Linked DNA regions of Bos taurus: region 1 is linked to region 2. A link is a contact called in public Hi-C data. All regions are on one chromosome and are shown on one strand. Each heading gives the region's core, a stretch centred on a gene start, on an enhancer-like site or on the middle of the called end of the contact. The rest is flanking DNA. Distances are from core to core; before and after follow the strand shown. Region 1 overlaps CTDSPL (CTD small phosphatase like). Region 2 has its middle 9.9 kb from the start of CTDSPL.

What was found. Hi-C and Micro-C count contacts between places; a contact is called where the count stands out from the background.
Region 1: a Hi-C map of liver shows a contact between it and region 2, with 4 times the contacts expected there. The contact joins two enhancer-like sites. A contact is called at or near these places in 3 of 11 Hi-C or Micro-C datasets (liver, skeletal muscle and skin fibroblasts).

What each region holds. Positions count from the first base shown.
Region 1 is chr22:11,411,934-11,417,128 of ARS-UCD2.0, reverse strand. It overlaps CTDSPL (CTD small phosphatase like), which reads right to left. Exons shown (of 8, transcript NM_001193081.2): 4 at 1,642-1,743. Among named protein-coding and RNA genes, the nearest start is that of MIR26A-1, 5.9 kb to the left of the region's middle. Within about 2 kb of position 2,003, at least 9 of the 102 cell types and tissues checked have an H3K27ac peak or open chromatin away from gene starts, as enhancers often do. A contact at or near this core is called in liver, where this site is marked.
Region 2 is chr22:11,296,631-11,301,387 of ARS-UCD2.0, reverse strand. No RefSeq gene overlaps it. Among named protein-coding and RNA genes, the nearest start is that of CTDSPL, 9.9 kb to the left of the region's middle. Within about 2 kb of position 2,252, at least 12 of the 102 cell types and tissues checked have an H3K27ac peak or open chromatin away from gene starts, as enhancers often do. A contact at or near this core is called in liver, where this site is marked.

The DNA.
Region 1 (5,195 bases), core at 754-3,253, 120 kb before region 2:
GCCCTAAAGGCCTTTGCTCCTCAGGGACGTGAGAAAGTCCTGAGCATCCTGCCCACAGGGGAGGAAAAGCTTCCAATGCAGTTCACAGTTGAGTTGGGATATAAGGTCACTGAATCCTTGGGATCAATCCTGGGAAGGCCCATGTGAGGCTGTGGAATGAGTGGTACCCATATGCTCCAGTGGTCAGCCAGGCCATTTCTCACTGCCAGGAGGGTGTGTGGCCCCTCCTCCACACTCCCAAGGACTCCAGGACAACTGCCTGGCCCCGACCTGTCAAGGAGGATTCTGTTTAGTGAGAAGCAGGCCCAAAGAGGTATGTTTCTGGCAGAAAGGTCTGCAGGAAAATTTGATAGCTCTCTTGCACTTCCCATACCGCCATCAAGGAGTGACTGACTGGCTGGTGTCAGACACACCCTTCATCTCAGGTGGTGCTTTCAGGTCTTCCAGCAAAGTCAGCAGGGTCATGGGCCGGTGGTAGACAGAGGAAAATGGTCTAACTGGCCAGCAACAGGAGGGCAGTTCCATTACCGGAAACATCCCAAGGAAAACAGGACCAGGACCCCATACGCTTTCTGCTTCTCCCCCAACGCACCAATCCCCTATTCTCAAACTTTTTCATCATTTGCTCATTTCAAACAACTTTAAAAATTGGAAAAATGATTAATTAACTCATTTCTTAGGAGTACAGCCATTGCTGTTCCTTCCTAGAGGCCCAAGCTTCCCAGGTGGCACAGTAGTAAAGAATCTGCCTGCAATGCAGGAGGCCTAAGAGACACTGGTTCGATCCCTGGGTCAGGAAGATCCCCTGGAGGAGGAAATGGCAACCCACTCCAGTATTCTTGCCTGGAGAATTCCATGGACAGAAGAGTCTGGAGGGCTACAGTTCCTGTGGCTGCAAAGAGACATGACTGAGCACATACACACATACATGGAGGCCCTTGGGTAGTTTGTAATTTTGGCTGCTATTCTGGTGGGGAGATGGAGAGGGAGGCGTGAGGGAGGTGACGGAAGTCAGACTGTGATGCTCACGCTGAGCGTACTGCAGCCCCTGGCCTTCAGGAGGGAGGGCATGCAGGTGGATACACACTTAGCCATGAAGCTAAGGAAAAACTCCAGCAAACTCTTGTCATGAAAACCATTAAGATAAATGACTGAATCTGTTCAGATGCCGTAACTCTGAAAGTCTTCCAAAACTTGGTCTGGGAAAATTTCCAGGATAGTCAGTTGCTTGCTAGTTTTCAACTGTGTCTCCCCTTGTCATTCCCCATATAACCTGCAGCTCGCACAGTGCTCAGTTACTCTGACAAACACACAGCGGTGTCCTGGGGCACTGCCTGCCTCGTGCCACCTGGAAAGTATTTCTGCGGGGGGCAGAGTGCTGGAAAACTTAAACTGCATAAGAATGAGGTCTCAGGGATATTGGCAGCCCAGTGGATTTTTTTCCTCCCAAACTAATTATGTTAATATTCAACTACTCGAGTTAATGTTCACCTGAGTTAATAACCAACTGTTACTGGGATTTTATGAACAGTGAAGTCATATGCCAACAAACCACAAGCTTTCATCTTTTTAGTTTTCCATTTTCCAATACAATTGTAGCCAAATCACAAAGATCACTGATCGTTTTTTATGTTGATTTACCTTAAATGAACTGTGCACCAATGTTTCATCTAAATCGATGACCACACATTTCTTTCCATAGTCAAGCACCGTTACCTCTGGAAGGAGGTATTTAGCTGGTGGCTAAAGTCGGGGGAAAAAAAAATCAATATTATTACCTTTATATAAAAGATCAACTAATTCCCTTATTATTGTGTTACACTATGACAGTGAGGTTAGAAATGAAACCAAACATTTAAATGTCTGGTTAGGTGCATCATGGAATTTTATTAAAAACAATAGGAAGAAGTAGCTTACAACTGAAGTTTTACCAAACAAATACTGTGCCACTGTCTGAACAGCTATGATGAGGGCCTGGGCTTTGGAACCAGACAAAGCTTGGCTGGAATATCCGCTCTCTTTCATCAGCTCTGTTTCTTGGCTCTGAGTTGGGAGAATAATACTTACCATAAAAGGTTGTTATCAGCTATAATTGAAGTAAAACATCCAGCATTCTGCCTGGCACATGTGTGGTAGCTATTGCTATTATTAAAATGGACAATATGAAAATGAATGTTCAATTATAACAGCTATTCTAACCATGCACCCCATGTTCTGGGGTCCTATTTCATTTTAAACTCACTATGGTATGTAAGTATATTTTAGAGCTATACTGGACCATAGTATTTTTTTAAGTGACTGAAATTCTGAAAAACCTTTAAGAGGAACTATAGAACCACCAGCAAAATGCAATCCAAAGTGAAAACTGAAAGTCACTCAGTTGTGTCCAACTCTTTGTGAGCCCACCCATGGCCTATACAATCCATGGAACTCTCCAGGCCAGAATGCTGGAGTGGGTAGCCGTTCCCTTCTCCAGGGGAACTTCCCAACCCAGGGATCAAACCCAGGTCTCCCGCATTGTAGGCAGATTCTTTACCAGCTGAGCCACCAGGGAAGCCCAGCAATCCACAGTGACCTCCAGTAACAGGAAACAGAACTAAGACTGGCCCACACGCAGTGCCCTGTGCTGTGCGTGCCCCGCTGTGGTACAACACGGGGTGAAGGTGGCGCTCCATCCCTTTAGTCTGTCCCTGGCAGTCACACTTGAATTCACATGCTGTGTGTTAACCAGAAAACCCACTGATACGTCTTTGTAGTAGCTGACAATCTTACGGTAAAGAGGTCATAAGAGTTAAGGAAATGCTGGATATCTTCAGCCAATCTCAATTTTTGACTTAGAGTATTTATTTCTTGGGCCTTGCTTCAGTTTAGAAACAATTTTAAGCATTTCAGTTTACTCTCTGGCATATTCACTACCCAATATTAACTAGCTAATTTTCTGTCCTGGAGGAAGGTCAGACTCTGTTCTGGAGTTAATGCAAAACAAAACAACAAGAAAATCTCTATCTGCCCCAAGCCACTGAAGAATGGACAAATTAGCTTATCAAATAAAACAAGAAGAAAGAAAAGTAATCTAGAAGTATTTACTTTCAAATGGCTTTCTTTCTTTCTTTCTTTCTTTCTCTCTTTTTGGTTCAAGTTGAACATTAGTCAAGGAATTTGTTTTAATTTTGGACTTCAGCTGGTTCAATAGTGAATGTAACACAGGCGGTCAACAGGTTAGGTAAATTTGCAAATGCAGTGATTATCTTGGCTGGAGGGCTTGTGGGGTTGAGCAGGATGAGCCCTGTGTGGAGACAGGAGCGTTTCTAACGCCAGGGGCTCTCTCTATTGAGTGTGTGCGCTTCATTCTCTCCAACATCACCCAGGAGAAAAGGCCCTTATGGCCTCCCAACTCCTTTGGCGCTAACGAATGCTCACAGGCAGAATCCTCGATGGCGTGGCTCTGGGAAAGACGTGTCTTAGACCTTGGGTGTGGGATCCAGGGTCATGGAAAGGACTCTGACCTTCATTTCAAATCAGCAAGCGACTTTTATATTTTAAAAAATGAAAATAAACCATGGGAATTTCTTGGAAGTCCAGTGGTTAAGACTCAGTGCTTTTCACTGCTGGGGCCTGGGTTCAATCCCCGGTCAGGGAACTAAGACCCTGCATGTTGTGTGGCATGGTCAAAACAAACAAACAAACAAAAAAACCCCCTGCAAAACTTGCAAGAAGTTCTGTATCAAAAAGAGATTTAAAAAGGTATGGTGTAATGAGCCCAATAAATGAACGTAATATAGAGAACTGGGGTTATTTCTGTTGTGTGGACCATAGCAGAAAACATACTTGCAACGAAAATAAAAATTTTTTTTTTAATTTTCTATTTCATAATTATGTAATAAAAACACATTCTGATTGTAAAGAATATAGACACATAAAACACAAGTATTCCCTCTTCCATATCCCCCATTCCTTTCCCCAGGTGTCCCCCTTCTTAGTTTGGTGTGTATCTGCCTAGACCTTTTTCTATGCATTTATAGACTAAAACAACATTTTAACTTTATGTAATTGCCAGCCTGGAAAATAAAGATCTAGAACTTCTATCCCGAGCATATCTGAAAACATCAAAGATCTGCCAAAAGTGGCTCAGTTATTTTCCAAGCTCAAGAATAAAAATTACTTTCTTTGCAGATTTAACCCACACTTTACAAGCATTCTTTGAATTACCAGTAAGGAAAAAGCCTCCCCATATTATTTTAAGAGAGAAAAGAGTGAGTGGGGTGAGAGGCATAATAAGCAAGCTATTGATTTATCATTTGTGCTGCAGAGAACAAGGCCAGGCTGGGGCCATGCACTGTGCGGGGCGGGTGGGGGGTGGAGTTTCGTTAATCCTCAGCCTGGTTCCTAAATGCACGCAGCTTCCCAGAAAGCTCGGCTTTAGATTACTGCCAATTCTTCAGACCATGGGTAAGAATTCTCCTGGACAGCTGCTGTGTCCTCGGAACATGCAAGGACGCTAGACACCTGCAGAAGTGTTCTGTGACTTCAGTGACCTGCTCAGGTGATGCTTGAATCATTAACTAAAAAATGTCCTGAGGCAAATTTTCCCTCAGACCATCATAAAGCTGAAGAATAGGAGAAACACCAAGCATATAAAAAAGGAGCTTTTTCTGAACACGATGATTTGTTCCAAAGCATGGGTGGGCATGGCCAGGGGGTGGGAATAGGGGCAAGAAATCATGGGAGGTGAGGCAGAGGCTAGGTCTGGGGAGGGCACTCACACCAGTGATCTTCCTGGGAGTGGAAGTGAAAGTCCTGTCTTGGTCATGGACTGGCAGCAGGAATAGCTGATCTAAGGTACTCACCCCATAGCACACTCTCACAAACCTTACAAATGCAGTGCCTCTTCTTGGGACACGGATGGTGGTCTGTGCATTTGAGGTTTCAGGCACTGAGTCTGCACACTGTCCCCCACCATCCCCACGCCTCCAAGCTAAGGGCAGAGTCTCAGGGCTGTGGGCAAAGGGGACTCGACACCACCTCTAATGAGAGGAACTGCTCTGCTTATACGCTTTTCACAAGGTTTGCTGTTTATTAAAGGCTTCTTAAGCCAACAGCACAGAAACTTAACTGTTAGAAAACAACTTTCTCCTCTTCTCTTTCAACATTTTTATGGCTCAGCTGCACTGTCTCGCTGGTGCGGTTGGTCTGTT
Region 2 (4,757 bases), core at 1,003-3,502:
AGAGTGAATGCTGGCTGCTGGTGAAGGAGAAAAGGGCAGTCAGCCAGCAGTCCCAAGCACAGACACAAAAGGACACGTGGAGTAAAGGTGGTGGTCAGGATGCGTTTGGAGATTTTGAGAGCAAGACTCAGCTGGAGCTCAGATAGACTCCGGAGCCTTGGGCTGAGATGTTGCATCCTTGGGGTACCCAGATCCAAGAAGCCTCCCTGGAAGAGGATACCCCAGCCACTTCCCCTCTACTTCCAAAATTCTAGATCCGCCCTGCCCAGAGAACTTGAGTGGACTGAGGGGACGCAGCCCTGTGTTTTGGTCTTCCCTGGAGCCCTGAGTATGGGGAGGACATGGTCTCACCCTGAAACCCTGTTACAAAGCAACCGCTACAGAGGCAGAGTGGCAGGGCAGACCTGTCACTTCGTCCATGGCAGCAGTGGCTTTGCTGCTTAAAGGGGCCGAGTCACCAAGTCCTAGGTTGGTTTGGTGACTCTGGAGCCAATGAAGCCCCGTGAGGTGGGCCCATACATGGATTGCCCCTTCAACACCTGCCCTGTGTTGGGTCCTCAGTGTCACCTGGCCAGGCTGGTGGAGGCTGCTCTGGCCTGGCGGCTGGCAGCTGGCCTCTCCCACCTACATTCCTCAGCCCCTGGCTCTGGCCCGGGCACGGGTGCCCCCTTTGCTCCCTGACCTGTGCTTGCTGAGGCTGCGTAACCCAACAGGGACAGACCCAGACCTGCCCGCGGTCTGTGGCATGACCTGTTTGCTGGGCAAGTCTGGTCACGGACACACAGCTTGGCACACACAGGAACATTGTGTGCACAGGCTCACACTCATGCCAGGACACAGGGCGCACCCTTGACAGGGCCGTCTCTGCCCAGGCTGGTTTCTCCCATCTTGGCACTGCCCCCTCCTCGCTCTCCAGCCCTCCCTGGAACCCTGGTCTCCTGCCCTCATGGTCCTGAACACTCCTGGTCCCAAACACTCCTTCATGTACACGAACACAAGTGAGGGCAAGGGAGCATCTGTCGGCAATTTCTATTTTTCCCTCAAATGTCCCCAGAGGTCTAGAGGGAGAGAGGCCCAGCCTATCTCTTTTGGAAGTGGAGGAATGGAGAACACAGGGAGAAAAAAAAATGATCTCAATAAATCAGCCCACTTCTTGATTCCACTCTCCCTCCCTCTTCCTTTCCTCCTCCAGTCTCCCCCTCCCTAGTTCCCCACCCCCACACTGTGTCAATGGGCCTCTGCCACACCTGATCTCCCTGCACTGCTGCCCCCCAACACCCCTAAAGCTTCACCCCAGGGAACCACCACCGTACTCAGCTGACTACACAGTCTCATGGCCGTGGCTGCATTCCCTGTGCTCTACACTTGAGTGCTGGGCTGCGGTGGGTGGGTGGGCATGCGGGCCTGTCTCTGCTGAAAGAGGCCCCGGGGCAAGTGCTCCCTCTCTCTGAGCCTCCCCTTTGCAGGCAGGAGCAGGCAGATGACGGTCTGGTTCCAGAAGGCTCTGGAATGAGTGCAAACCAGAAGAGGGCACCCCTCGCAGTCTGAGCTTGGAGACGGGACCAAGGAAGTGAAGTTTCTGGACATCTTTGGATGATTAAAAATTATTTTTAAAACAGTAAAAGTAAAATACTTTGGAAAAACGAAGAAGACACTAGTCACCCATATGAATGTGGCCAGACCTTGAGTGTTCACAAAACTCTTCAATGTTTTCTGTCTCCGTGAGCCCTGTGATGAAGGTGGGTGAGTGCCCCTCATCTTGCTTGCTTACTGTATGCCAGGCTCTGGCTGGGTACCACATGGCCCCAGTGATGAGAGGCCCACTTGGCTGCAAGGAATGAGACTCTCTTAGGGAAGGGCCAGCATGGGGGGCTCACAGCAGGGCTCTCTGCCCAACCCAAGGCCTCACAGGAGCCTAACTAACTCAGATCCTGGAGAAGCCCACCACCTGAAGGTCCCAGGGATGCTGAGGTCCCACTACTGACATGAGGAGCTGGATCCTGACATTCAGGATCAGGGCCACTCCAGCCCAGAGCACCTGTTATTCCAGAATAAGTCATTTGTCACGAATGAGACTCACTTAGGGTCTAAGCACTTGTCTCCTGCTAGCAACTCACTCATTTTCATTTTGGGGGGCCATGCTGCGTGGCTTGCCGGATCTCAGTTCCCCAACCAGGGACTGAACCTAGTCCAGGGCAGTGAAAGCCCAGACTCCTAACCCCGAGACCATCAGGGAACTCCTGACTCACTCGTTTTCGTAAAAAGTGAAAGTGAAAGTTTAAGTTGCTCAGTCATATCTGACTCTTTGTGACCCATGGACTGTATGTAGCCTGCCAGGCTCCTCTGTCTGTCCATGGGGATTTCCAGGCAAGAATACTGGAGTGGGTTGCCATTCCCTTCTCCAGGAATCAAAGCCAGGTCTCCTCTACTGCGGGCAGATTCTTTACCATCTGAGCCACCAGGGAAGCCTATTTCCATAAACCCTGGTTTAAATTCAAAATAGAGAATTCGTTCAGCTTAGCTCAAGTTACTATAGTTGTATAAAAATCACTCGAACACTTAAAAAAAATATTTCTATGCATACAGCTTACAATTTGGGCAGGACTTGACAAGCATAGCTCGGCTCTGCTTTACGTGGTGTCACCGGTGCTTCTTGAAGGCTGGGGCGGGAATCATCTGGAGGCTCACGTTCTTACATTGTGGCTGATGCCAGGTGTCGGCTGTAGGCTGAGACCTTTGGGCTCTTGGCTGGAAAACCTATGAATGGTTGTATCAGCCATGCCTGCTCTGATGTTCCGACATCCTGGGGCCCTGCTGACTCTGGAGTCCCTGCCCATCCCAGGGCTACCTCATTCCTGGAGAAAGCAAATAACTTGTTAAAAACATGTCTTCCAGGTTTCCCTGGTGGCTCAGTGGTAGAGTCTGCTTACCAATGCAGGAGGTGTGAGTTTGACCCCTGGTCCGGGAAGATCCCACTTGTATGAAGCAACTGGGCCTGTCCGTGCGCCACAACTACTGAGCCTCTGCTCTAGAACCCGGGAGCCACAACTACTGAAACTCACGCACCCGAGAGCCTGTGCTCCACGATAAGGGAAGCCACCACAAGAAGAAGCCCTTGTACCCAAACTGGAGGGCAGCCCCTGCTCTCTGCAACTAGAGAAAAAGCCCGCACAGCAACGAAGACAGCACAGCCAAAAATTAAAAAAACAAAACCAGCATGTCTTTCATGCAAATCAGTCAATCCAGAGCCACCTCCTTGATGGAGCTATTATACCCCAGGCCGCTACTGCCCTAATCCCCTCAGGACCAGGTACCAGACTACAGATAGTCCTTGTATCCTAGAGCCCACTGAAACTATTCTAACTAGCCAATCCTAAACTGGCTAACCTGTCTCACTTGTTCCTTTCCATTGACACCACAGTAAAATCTCCTGCCCCAGTTTCCCTTTCTTGCTGTGCCTCCTGACCCAATCTGGTTCTTCCTCGTGTGTGCTACCCCCCACTTCCCCGCGGCATAGTGCAAACCCTTCTCTTGGAAACTCTGAGAATAACAAACTGTCTTTTCATCAGCAATCATCTTTGGCCTTTCCAAGGCCCAATCAGCAGGGAGCCTCCTCTGACTTTAGTATTCCTGGCCCGTGCTCCCCTTGGCCTGCAGACCTATTAACCAGGAAAGTACAATTGCAGAATGAGAAGGGAGAGGTGGAAGGAAGGTCCCCTGGGTCAGTCTGCAAACTGCTTAAACGTATCCTGGCTCTGGCAGACGGGGCTGCACCTTCAAATGAGACCATCCCATGTGCTGCACGGGGCCCCTGAAGGAGGCCCTGCTACTACTCAGAAAAGCTTGATGTGCCAAGAACAACATTTCCCTTTCCGATACCGAAACACATTTTTCTTCCTTTCTAACTTAATTCAACTTTAAAGTTTCTTTTCCTCTTTTATTGATATAAATAAATTTTTCTCAACAGTGGAGTTCTGAAAGATTCTTAGATACCACCCCCCAGTGCTGTGTATGGCTGAGACCAGGAACTGGGGGGCAAGGCTGCTTGCACCTCTCCAAAGACAGCTGATGAAATGCAGGACTTCTGCAGGGGAAGACTGTCTGGACCACAACCACTCTTCTTGTCTCTGAGGACTGGGGCTGCCTTCAGATGGAAACTCCTTTATTAGCAAATCGATTATTTATATAAGGGCTGTCTCTGCAGCTTCCTCATTGGTGCTAAGCTGCTTTAAAAGTTCCAGATGCAGCAAAGCACTCTCCAGCTCTGGTCATGGTTGTTATCAGACTTCACTCAAAATCAACTCAAGAAAACAGCTTTAAACTGGAGACTGCAAACTGGCAACCCAGAGGTGACATCAGCCCACAGGCCCAGGCTTGTAGCAAACACGGTTTGTCATCGTTGTTTTGTTTTTGCTTATATACTGCAGTCTCTCATAATCTTTTTTTTATAATTATAGACTTATGGAAACTTTGCAAGAATAAAGAATTCCATATACTCTTCAACTAGATTCCCAAATGTTAACTTTAATCCCCTGTATTATTATTATGTAGACCATTTGAGAATAAGCTGCAGGCTTACTCCCAAACAGTTTAGTGAATATTTCCTAAAAACAAGAATAGTCTCTTATATAGCCAAGTAAAGTTACCCATCAGGAAATTAACATCATTACAGGAGACCTTCATCACCTGGAGACTTTATTCACCTTTCCTCAACTGACCCATTCTGCCCTTTATAGCAAAAACGAAAATTTTTTTCT